Linked DNA regions of Mus musculus: region 1 is linked to region 2. The links are chromatin contacts, called in public Hi-C maps. All regions are on one chromosome and are shown on one strand. The core of a region is the stretch at or near the end of the contact, and the rest is flanking DNA. Distances in the headings are between cores, read along the strand shown.

Region 1 (5,611 bases), core at 5-2,504, 3.9 Mb before region 2:
GTTACTGCTGTGCCTAAGGAGGGAAGGAGGAGGCAGCTCCGGATCGGGAAGGTTTTCTGATGTAGTCATCGGGGAGGTGCCAGCAGCTCGCGTGTGCTCCCTCTCCCTTTTTCCCTCCCGGTTTCAAACTGATTGATGAATCTCTACAAGTTGCTGGGGTTGGGGCCGGAGAGGTCCGAGTCCCAGGGACACTTCTGAGAGCTCCCCCCCGGGGCTCTGGGCACGCCGTGCGGGGGTTCAGCCTCTCTCCCGGAAGGCGAACGGAGACTGTCATCAGCCCATCCCGGACTTGGAGGGCTCCATCCGAAAGTGATTGTTTCCCCTCTCGCTTCTCAGCCCGGCAGTTGGCTTGGCGTCGCCCTGCAGGTTTGGGCATCCCGGCCCCGCCTGGCTGGCTGGTTCACAACCTCTGCTCTTCATTCACTCCGCGGCACCCACACCCGGCCAAGACAAGCTAGCAGGAGAAATCCCCGACTCAGCCAGCGCCCGGGGGTGCCATCTCGCTCTGCCTCTGCGGTCGGACTCCTTTGGGGACCTGCTGGAAGACGTGAAGAGCCAAACTTTTCTTGGAGCCTTTTCCGAAGCAAGACCCGCTCCTCCTCTCCTCGCCTGAGCGCTCGGCTGCGGCTTTGGGCAGTTCCAGGACTCCGGCAGAGCCGGGCTTGCGGATCCAGATCGCCACTCTTCTCTGCGCACCTCCGGGTACCGCAGTCCACAGGACTCCTGCGAGCCTTGCGGGGGGTCGCCTGGCCAAGGCACAGAAGGGAGGCTCCGGACTGCTTCCAGCCTCCTGGGGACACCAGTGTGAGGACGCCCCCCCCCCCGCCCCCCTCCACACAGCGCCCTCCTCCTGCAGTTTCTCTCCGGCCGCCAAAGTAACTTGGAACAAAGCGGGGCGCACGGTGAGGGCCCAGCGCGGCGGAGGAAGCCCGTGCAGACCGCGGCGCCGACACTGAGCCGGGCCCGGCGGGCCGGTGTATGTCTCCCCGCAGCCGCGGCGCTCAACTCCCCGTGACTGTGCAGCGCGCGCCGCCGCCTGCCCCGACCCGCGCTGCCGCCGCCCGGCCCCGCACGCACCTCCCTCTCCCGGGGTGACCGGCTTGCAGCCGCCGCCCGAGACACAGCTCCGCACCCCTACCCCCGCCCTCGCCGCCGCCACCGCACACACGCACGCGTCTCTCCGTCTTGTGATTCTTCTCCCCTCCCGAGCCCTTCAGTGGGGGTGCGAGTTTGTCCCCCCGCCCCAGCCACTGCCTCCTTCTTCTCTCTCTCCTCTTCCTCTTCCTCCCGCGCTCGCCGCGCGCCTCTCGCCCCTTCATCGTATTTATTCCTATTTATTTGGCGTCCGCTCTCTTCGTCTGCCCCTCTCCCTCCCTCCCCCTGGATCCCCGATCTCTCCCCGGAGTGGCGCGTCGGGGGCTCCGCCGCTGGCTAGGCGTGATGTTGCACGTGGAGATGTTGACGCTGCTCTTTCTGGTGCTCTGGATGTGTGTGTTCAGCCAGGACCCGGGCTCCAAAGTCGTCGCCGACCGCTACGCCGTCTACTGGAACAGCAGCAACCCCAGGTAAGGTGGCCGGGGCGGGGGCGCCAAAAGCTCGGGCTCCGCGGGCCTGGGCCGGGAGCAGGGGACACGGCGGCCGGGAGCGGCGCGCACCAGCCGCAGGCAGCGCGCGCCCTCGGAGCCTGCGTCGCCAGACGCCGCTGGCCGCCCGGCGCCGGCGGGAAGCGCTCGCTCCGCGCCGCTCTTTGTTAAGCCAGGGCGGCAGGGCCGGCGGCTGCTAGCAATCCCCAGGGCTGCGCGGAGCCGCTGCCTCCGACCGGGTGCGGGGAAGACACGGGAATGGGCGGGAGCCCCGGACCCGGGCCATCGCTTCCCAGTCGGGGAGATTGGCCCGCACCTCCGGATCCCGGCTTAGAGCTTGGGTGCTGGTAGCCTCGGGTGCGTACTGCCAAGAGGTCCTCCCTGGAGCCTGGGGGGCGCGGGGCTGAGGCCGGGATCCTGATAGATAGCATCAAAGTTTTCTTTTTTTTTTAATTTTAAAATTTTTACTTAAACATAATGCCTTCTTTTACCTCCTTGCGCGCATAGAGAGAGCGCGTACCGGTTAGAGGGAAGCAAAGGGGGGTTGGAGGGATGGGTGAGTGGAAAGCGGAAGCTTTAGGGTTTAATGTTCTTTTTAACTGCGAGATAACTGTTAGGTGACCCCCCCCCCCCCCACACACACACCGCCAAGTCGGTCTAGGCCCATCGCGCTTGGCCCTGGAAAGGATTCTCCCAGCTCGGGCACCCTCCTTTCCCCCCCAGTGGGCTTAAGGTGCCAGAAAGTTTGATCGAATGCCGGGTTACGTCACGAGTGCAGAGCGAGCCGCTGGAGTTGGCAAGCCGGAAGGTGGGAGCCTTCGCCCCGGGGCCTGGCGCTGTGCAGCTGGAGGGACGCGCGTGGTTACCTGCGACAGCGTCTAGGCGACCCCAAAGCCTGCGGGCTTGGCGGGAGGCTGGAAGCGGGCGCCGGGGACTTCCTTAGCGCACGCTCTGGGCCCTAGCTTGCCGCAGCCACCCTGCGATCCTGGACCCCGGAGAGGGGAGGAGGGTCGTCCACAGCACCAGGCAGACCCTTTCTGGTCCGGGCTGCTCCCAAACCTTACTTTCTCCCGGATCTGGACCCAGCAGTCGGTCCCGCTGGGCCCACATCGCTCTGCTTTCAGCTGTGGGCTGGTAGTATTGGTGTGTTGTTCTGGGAGGGAGGCAGTGTCGCTTGTACCTAGGATCACAGGTTTTTCTCTGGGCTGAAGTGGAAGTTGTGAGGAAAGAGGCGGGAGACCGAGGACTGAGCCTGTGGTTGTGGCGCATCTAAAGCTCTAGGCGAGGGGGCCGGCGGACGCCTACAATTCAGTTTCCCACCAGCCCTTTCTAGCGCCTCCAGCTTTCCCTCTGTTATGAATTCAGAGGTTTTCCCGGTTGTCAAGGGTCAGCTGGGATGAAGAGCTGATTTCTCCAGGAACGCTCATGATTGCCCATCCTAGGGAGAAATCGCCCCACCCTGTTACTCCGGCCGGCCCAGTCACACCCAGGTAGCCTAAAGTGCTTGCCTAGCTCATCCTTGAAAGTTTGCGTTTTTTAATAAAAAGGGTGTCGTGGGGGTGGGAATTAGAATGGGAAGCTATTTCCTCTTTGACACGCCACTAGCCACTATTAGGAAAAGAGAAAGAGATGACGCTCTGCCAGAGAATATGCCTTTTATTAAAGCTGACAAGACAAATAGAACAAGCTTTCCATTTGCAATGGTGTTAAAAGCAAGTCTAATTACGTTGCTTGGGGTAGGCACCTTTGGACTTTACTGGGGCAGCATGCATGGAACATCAGTTTGTATTTTTAAACTTAAATGATTTATCCAATAAGGTAGAGCCAGTTATTTGAATTTGGGACATTTTGCTCTTGTTGGTCACTCAAAAATAATTAAGTGGAATCTTTCTGTCCTGGTATTCATTCATTAGAACGGTGGCTGTCTCAGTTTGTCTTAGATTTAAGCAGAAGGAAGTATCAGCTAGACCCCTCTTCACCTGTCAAGCTAGGCTCAGGAAGTTCCCGGACATTTTATTTCAGTTTTATGCTTTTGCTACCGTTGTTTGGTTTGAGATTAGCAAATTGATTTTTGTCATAGGTCATGTTTTTTAATAGATCTGCCCTTCCTAAAGAAAACTCTTTCTCTCAGGATGCCATTGTAGCTTTGAACCTGCTCAGTTATAATCTGTAGACTTTAAAAAAAGACCAAGAATAGTCTTAAAGCAGCATGTTAATTTGAAGTCTGTGAAAATAACTTACTATTTGGCCATGAGCAGTTTGATGGCATCCCAAAGAAAGAATCGGGGACCTTTCTAAGATACAATATTTAATATTCTTACCGATTTATGTAGGCCTTTTATCGTGGTATGCTGTTGCATTAAAACTTACTTTAAAAAGTAGGTAGTGATAAGTAGTTTTAATGCAGATTCATTAACTGAAATGTAATTTTTTTGGCAAGCCTTTTTAGCTGCTGAGCCATGTCTTCAGCCCCGAAATGTATTATTCTTTTTTATACATCAGGAAAAGTCAGTTTTAATGTAACCAAAAGGGGCAAATGCAAAATAAGTAATTTCAAAGTTGCCGAGATAACAAACAATTCCGTAGAACTTGTGTGGGATTATTTAGTATTAAAAATTAGATGAACATTTTCATAGACATCATGGTTTTGTAATGTTAGACCTGACTTTTGACCTTCTATAAAATGTATCAAGATTTTTGCTAAGTTAATAAAGTAATAAACAGACTTCAGTCTCTGGAAAATAAGTAGGCAATATCACATTCAACTTAAATCTTTTTTATTATTTTTTTTTAACTTAGAAGCTTAGTGGACACACTAAACTGATAAGAATGGATCGTTTCTGTCCACAAAGTGAATGGAGTAGATTCTGCTTGAAATTGTGCTTCAATTTCAATTTAGGTTGAAATAAAATCAAATATATCTTGGTCATCATCTTTAGGCCGTTCATTCTGTACAAGTTCTTGAAGTCACTTCTGTGGCAGAAGGAATTTTGTCTACTGTATGGTGCTATCTTTACAGACTTGGTGTTGAGGCCCTAAGTATCTATAAGTCGTTATTTCAAGAAAATATAAACTCATGTTCTATCCAAATAGGGTTCCAGGTAGAGCCTGTCTCCTCGCTTGTCACTCCTGGGCAATGAATATTGCCCTTTTAACTGTTGCTAAGTATTGTTGCCTGGGTTTATTAACAGTGAACCCAGTTGATTTCTACGCATCAAATTGGTCCAAATCTGCGAAAAAGCGACTGAGAACGTATTGCTGTAAATAGGATTGCGACATCACTTTTGCCAAAACGCATCCTTCACCATTCTCTAATTCGAAGGCTGCTGGAGTTTTACCTAAAATTGTAACACCCTGCATTCTGAGCTGGACTGTGAGGGAATCATTTGCATGATGAAAATCTTAACTGGAAGAGAGAGTTTAACTATTTAAGTTAAAACCATAGAAAGCTTTAAAGGAACTTTTAAAAGATAACTTACAATAAGAAAACTTTATTTTTTGATAGCTACGCCCATACAAATAGACTCGGCTTAATGTTAAGAACACACCCATTAACCCAGAGATCCCTGTAAACAGCTCGATGCTTCCAGCAACTACTCTCATAAGCACTTGTGTGAATCCTGAAAAGTTGCTCTTCATTTTCTCTATTTGCCAAAATGACTCTGGAGTGGCTAAATATATCTTCTGGAAAAAAAAAAAAGGGTGACAGTTGCAAATATAACTGAGTCTAGCTCTCCTCAACCTGTGTCCTGCTCAGGTTTGAATATTATCAGCCTGAGAGTTTATTCCCTTAATAAGAATAATATCACGAAGACTCTAGTGAGTACAACCAAGTTGGCCTCTGTTGTGGAGTTCTTTCTTTAATTTTTTTTTTTTTTTAAGAAACTTTACGAAGCATCTCACGTCAGAGCAATAGCTCAGCATTTAGTTGTGTCCATGTATAGAGAAATTAGAATTGTGGGTTAGCAGTCCTGAATGCTTCTTCATGTGAGGGACCTATGCACATAGCTAAATAGAGAGAAGTACTA
Region 2 (5,607 bases), core at 2,974-5,473:
AATAAGCATGGCTCCCATGAGCTTATATATTTGAATGTTTAGTTACCAGGTAGTGGAAGTCTTCGATAGGATTAGAAGGATTAGGAGGTGTGGCCATGTTGGGGTAGACTTTGAGGCTTCCAAATTCCATTCCAGGACTAGTGTCTGTCTGGTCCCGTGGATGAGGATATAACTCTCAGCTACTGCTCCAGCACCATCCGTGCTGCCATGATGATAATGAACTAAAGCCTGGAAATGTAAGCCAACCGTCAGTTAAAACCATTCTTTTATAAGAGTTGCCTTGGTCATGGTGTCTCCTTATAGGACAGTGACTAGGACATTCACCTATCTGCTAACTACTGGTAATGACAAAAATTTTCCTTTAACCCTCTTTCATCTAATCCTAATCTACCAGCACAGTGCTCTCAAATAGAAAATCCTTCCCCCGTGGTATGCAATGGAGTGCCAGGAATTTGTTGCTGAGATTATTAAACCCATTTATTACCAAAACCCTATGGCTGTGTGCTAGCTTCTTTTATATAACTTAAATACAAGTTCTTGTCAGCCAGCAGAGAGGGACAAACTTCAATTGAGAAAATGCCCCCCCATAAGATCAAGCTGTAGGCCATTTTCTTAACTAATGGTGAATTCAAGAGAGCTGGATCCATGGGGGTGGTAGCTCCTGAGCTGGTGGTTCTGGGTTCTATGAGAAAGTAGGCTGAGAAAATCATGATGAACAAGTCCATACGCAGCACTCCTCCATGGCCTCATCAGCTCCTGCCTCCAGGTTCCCGAGCTGTTTGAGTTCCTGCCCAACTTCTTTCAGTGATGGACCATGATATGGAAGTGTAAGTGAAATAAACCTTTTCCTCCCCAAATTGGTTATGGCATTGCATCACAGCCTGACTAGTACAGGCTTACTTATAACAATCAATGATACAGATGATATTTTAATCAGCTGTCTTGATTCCTTTTTAATTGGCAGAAATCTTGGTCACAAAAAAATGTCTTTTAGGAAAGTCCTTTACTTCAGGAAAGGGTCAAGGGTAAAAATTACAGAGGAGTGCACAGGTTGCTCTCAAAAGCTAGCAATTCACAAGGATTCTCTCAAAACTCTTCATGATTATCAAAAACTGTTGGATGATATTGTCTCAGACCCTCACTTAACCTCACCACACAGGAACTTTCTCCTCTTTTCCAAACTTTAGAAGCCCAATCCTTTTCTCCACACCATCTTAGTTCCAAGGCTCGGATGACTCTAACTGCAATGGAAGTGGCTATGTCCCATAGTCAAGTACAGAGATAGGACTTGCCTTTCCTCTTTCATTAGCAATCCTAGAATTGCCAGGGATCCTTAATGAGATACTCTGCAACAGCAGGGCATTTGGGGACATTCTCCCTCCATGGTACTTAACTCTTACTAGGATGTAGTGGCAAACTTTATATCAAAGGGACACAAATGCATTAGAAATGCTAGGTACAATAATACTGACTCTGCTAATAGTCCACTGCCTGGCAATACCCTTTGACTGATTAACCTGCTCAGCTTGATTCTCATCTTCCACTATGTAACATACTGCACTTCACATCCACTCATGTCTTGTGATCTCAAGCCCTTGCTTTAGCTAACACTGTCTATACTTCTGGCAACTGTGTAGTTGCTCAGCACTCTTCATTGGGTCCTAAAGGACAATGCACATCCCACACCTAAGCTCAATGAGCACAACTCTTTGCAGCTTACACCATTTTAGAGAATGTTGCCTTTTGCCCTATCAATAATTACAGTGACTGAACCTATGTAACAGAAGTAATGTAAGCCTTGGAGACAGTCTATATTGGTTAGGATGAACAGTGGTACCATCTTTTCCATAGGACTTGGGAAATATTGCAATACCACCAGAGTTCTCACTATGTTGCTCATATTAAATTACACTCATATCTCCTTGACAACTCTGCCAACAGTAATATTCAAGACAATGCCATGGTCTTGAGGTCCTTATTCTATTTCCCTGCTACTATGCACCCCACCATAATACAAGCTCATGACAGTCATGAGTTTTCCATACCATCAAAATGCCTCTTTTTTTCTGCGAGGAATTTCCCATCTCTTTAGAACAGGCTAGACAAATGGTTAAGCAATGCACCTAGTGCTGGGCTGTGCACAGCCCCTCAAGACAGATAATGTTCCTGCTTTACCTCTTCTGCATTTCAAAACTTCTGTACCCTGCACAAAATAGTTCATGACACAGGCATTCCATACAACCCAAAGGGACAAACTACTGAAGATCTATTCCTTGGATGTTCCAAACAATAATTTAAGGGGAATAAAAGGGGAAGAATTATCTACCCTTACCAATTGTTTAAACAAAGTCTTGTGTACACTATTTTAAAAAAAATCTTAGAGGATGATCTCACTGCTGCAAACAACACTGGTTGTTAAAGGTCAAGAGAGAAACCTATGAAGGAAAAGTGGCTAGGCCCATCCCCCATGATAATGTTGAAATTAGGATATGCTTGTATTTTCCTGAAGTTTGGAACAGCCACTTAGGGTATCTTCAAGGCCTATATCCATGGATCCAGTAAAGGAACTGAGAGTGGGACCTACAGGGGAGCCTAAAGGGTGGCCCTAGTCGAGGAGCAAGGCTCCTGCTAGCACTACAAGAAAGATGCTGTCCCCAAAATAAGGTGGAGCAGGGAGAATAAAGTGTGAGTTTGGGAAATATCTAGTAGCCATATCTCTGATGTGTCTGGTAATTATTTCTGCTTTACTTACTTCTCTACTGCAGTGACAAAACACCATGCTGAGGACAAATAAATGAAGGGTTGATGGGGGAAGCTTACAGCTTCAGCAGAGAGACCCATGAGCATCATGGTAGAGTGTGGTGACAGGCAGACAGACAGGTATGGTGATGAAGCCATAGCTGAGGGCTCACAGACTTATCTGCAAGTAGGAGGCAGGTGTCCGGACAAAGGACACTAATGGGGAACGGCATGGGCTTTTGGAACTTCAAGTCCCACTCCCAATTAACACACCTAGTCCAACAAAGCCACTGCTCCTAATCCTTCCTAAGGAATTCTACCAACTGAGGATCAGGTACTCCAATGCATTGACCCTGTGAAGGCCAATCTTTCTTTTCCAATCAACACAACTGCCCACAGGAAGGAACATAGCACAAACTTTGAGAAGCAGTCATGGAAGTATAATTGGCTAGTAGGTTGACTATAATACAACATTTATCATGCACTCAAGAGGCTCTGGGTTCAATTCCCAGTTCAAGCATTACACTGTCAACATATATATGCAACCTCAGTATGAGAAAGGACCTGGAAGGTACAGAATGCAATGGCCAGTCTTAAAACACTCCTGAAGTTGTTGCTGACAGACAAGTACCATTCCCTGGTTTGGGGATTAGAAGACCACTAAAGACCAAGTTATTCCAAGAGTCACATAATTTCTGTAGACTTTGGAGAATGAAATCGTAGGAAACTAAATTGATAAAAGCAAGAATATTGTGTTGTAGGTATCAACTCTAGTCCCAAGAGTTTTTCACGCATCTTCTGTAACCCTACAGTGGAGGAGGGATTATGGAATCTCCAAACATACCTTTATATGGATTACTTAATAGGGTAGGCAGACTCTATAGTGGCATTTTATAAAATGTGAAGTGGGGCTTTTTTCAGAGATGAGAGACCTGCTTAAGGCCACATATCTAAGTGACTTGTGAATCTAAGTAAATTTCACTGGAGAAACTGTGCAGCTAAGTCATTTAAGAAAAGGCAGGTTGGAAGAAAAAGTCCTGAAAGATCACAGTTTTGTTTTAATATTTTAAATTACTTTAAAACTTCAATATAAAAAAGACCAATCAAATCGTATGTAGAGGCTGATCCTAATTTAATGTGTGATCAGACGTTAACATTTTCATGACACTATAGAAAACTCAATGTCACTGAACTATGTATTTGAACTATGAACTTTGTCTGAAGGAAAGTTGGGGAGCTGGATGAGAAATAGTAAAAAAAAAAAAAAAAAAAAAAAAAAAATCACAGACCTCGTTATCATAATGGCAGCATTTAGTTCCACACACTTCCATTTTGGGGAAGGATTAGTGATCTTTCCCAGCACCTGAAGTCCGGAAGTCCAGTCCCCACCCCTACCCGACCTGCACTTTAACCTGCCTCCTGGACCTGGCGATGGCCTGTAAACTACATCTCCCATAAAGGTATGCGAGGGCAGTGGCCCTCTGCCGGAAGTCCGGAAGGCTGACTCCAACGCCGGGAAAACTGACAACTAAGTTTGCCGAGGAGTCTTCCGTCGCAATCCTGGTTTCTTTCCTTCATAATCCCTTGGGTTAGTAGCGCTAGTTGGCCCGGGTATGTTCGAGGACGAGTCGTCCAGGGCGTCCCTCCCGGCTTGCCGTGCCCCCAGGCGCGGGACTCAGACCTGCGGCTGCCTGCAGGCAGGTGGCTGCTAAAATTGCCAGCCAAGTTTTGGATGGGGTAAAACAAACTACGTCGGAGGTGTCCCTCCTTGAAAGGAGAAATCTTACAATAGGAGAAAAATAACTCTTCAAGGCATGTGGCCATTGGGAGAGACCGTGCTTGCGTGGGATGCACGTAATGGGTTAAATCGGTCTGGGCAGCCCCAGCGAGGGGAATATTTTAAACAATGGTGGGTGGGCTAATTGGCAGGTCCACTATGAGGGCTTATTGTAGCCTGCTGAAGCCATGCTGGGCAGCCCTTGGGCATGAAGTCAGTAATTAGTAAAAATGGATGTTGGTTTGGTTAAAATATAGTTCCTTTAAAATCCAAGTCTCTTCTTACCGACCTCTCCGAATAGCCTTGGAAAATAGGGGCGACGGTTTATACTACCTTCTCATTCTCACCTTCCACAGAACCTGCCAATAAATGATTAACAGGTAGTATTGATATTGGGAAAGCTAAAGAGAAAGGGGCTTATCCTTTCACTTCGTAGTCCAGAGAATGTTTTATGCACAACTATTGCCTTGGGGGTGCTGTATGACGCAGCATGTTTGGATGTGCAATGCTGAAGGGTGATCAGTGAGAGCAGTCAGGGACTAACCATGACCTCTGAAACCGTGACCTCTGAACAGGGAACAGTGAGGTGTTAAAAGTGAACCTCGCTGGAGAAACTCTAACCAAAGAAAAGGAGTTAGGAAGAGACTTTTAAATAAAGCCCTGGAATATCGCAACGGGGACTACAATATTTTAAAGAATTTTAAGATTTCAATATGATAAAAGTGGGAAATAAGTAAAACACACTAAATGAAAGTAAATTGAGATATGTAGAGGTTACTCCTCATTTCATTGTTGAACCGATTTTTTCCAGCGGGTTTCTTGGATTGCCTTAAGCAGTTTTAAATTATTGTTAAACAGAAGACACAAACAGGAAAGCGCATGCCAAATCAGAAAGTTAATCTTGGATCCATTGTTTTCCTGAACTTTATGCAGACTAGGCTGTGGATTTGACTAGCCACATTGCTGTTTCAAAATCCAGGAGACAAGGCTCTGGGTTGAACCTGCAGTACTAAGAGACAAGAATATTTTGAAGTTAACGCTTGAAACAGAAAATATTTTTTTATCTGTTTTTTGTTTGGTTTTTAGCAGAA

What was found. A called contact is a pair of places that touch in the nucleus more often than the background predicts.
Region 1: a Hi-C map of embryonic cerebral cortex shows a contact between it and region 2, with 5 times the contacts expected there. The contact joins the promoter of Efna5 here to the promoter of Nudt12 in region 2. A contact is called at or near these places in 1 of 39 promoter capture datasets (cranial neural crest) and 1 of 484 Hi-C or Micro-C datasets (embryonic cerebral cortex).

What each region holds. Positions count from the first base shown.
Region 1 is chr17:62,876,960-62,882,570 of GRCm38.p6, reverse strand. Efna5 (ephrin A5) reads left to right here and starts at 1,254. Exons shown (of 5, transcript NM_207654.2): 1 at 1,254-1,565. The coding sequence starts at 1,441.
Region 2 is chr17:59,011,938-59,017,544 of GRCm38.p6, reverse strand. Nudt12 (nudix (nucleoside diphosphate linked moiety X)-type motif 12) reads left to right here and starts at 4,223. Exons shown (of 7, transcript NM_026497.3): 1 at 4,223-4,327. Nudt12os (nudix (nucleoside diphosphate linked moiety X)-type motif 12, opposite strand) reads right to left here. Exons shown (of 3, transcript NR_145521.1): 2 at 47-228.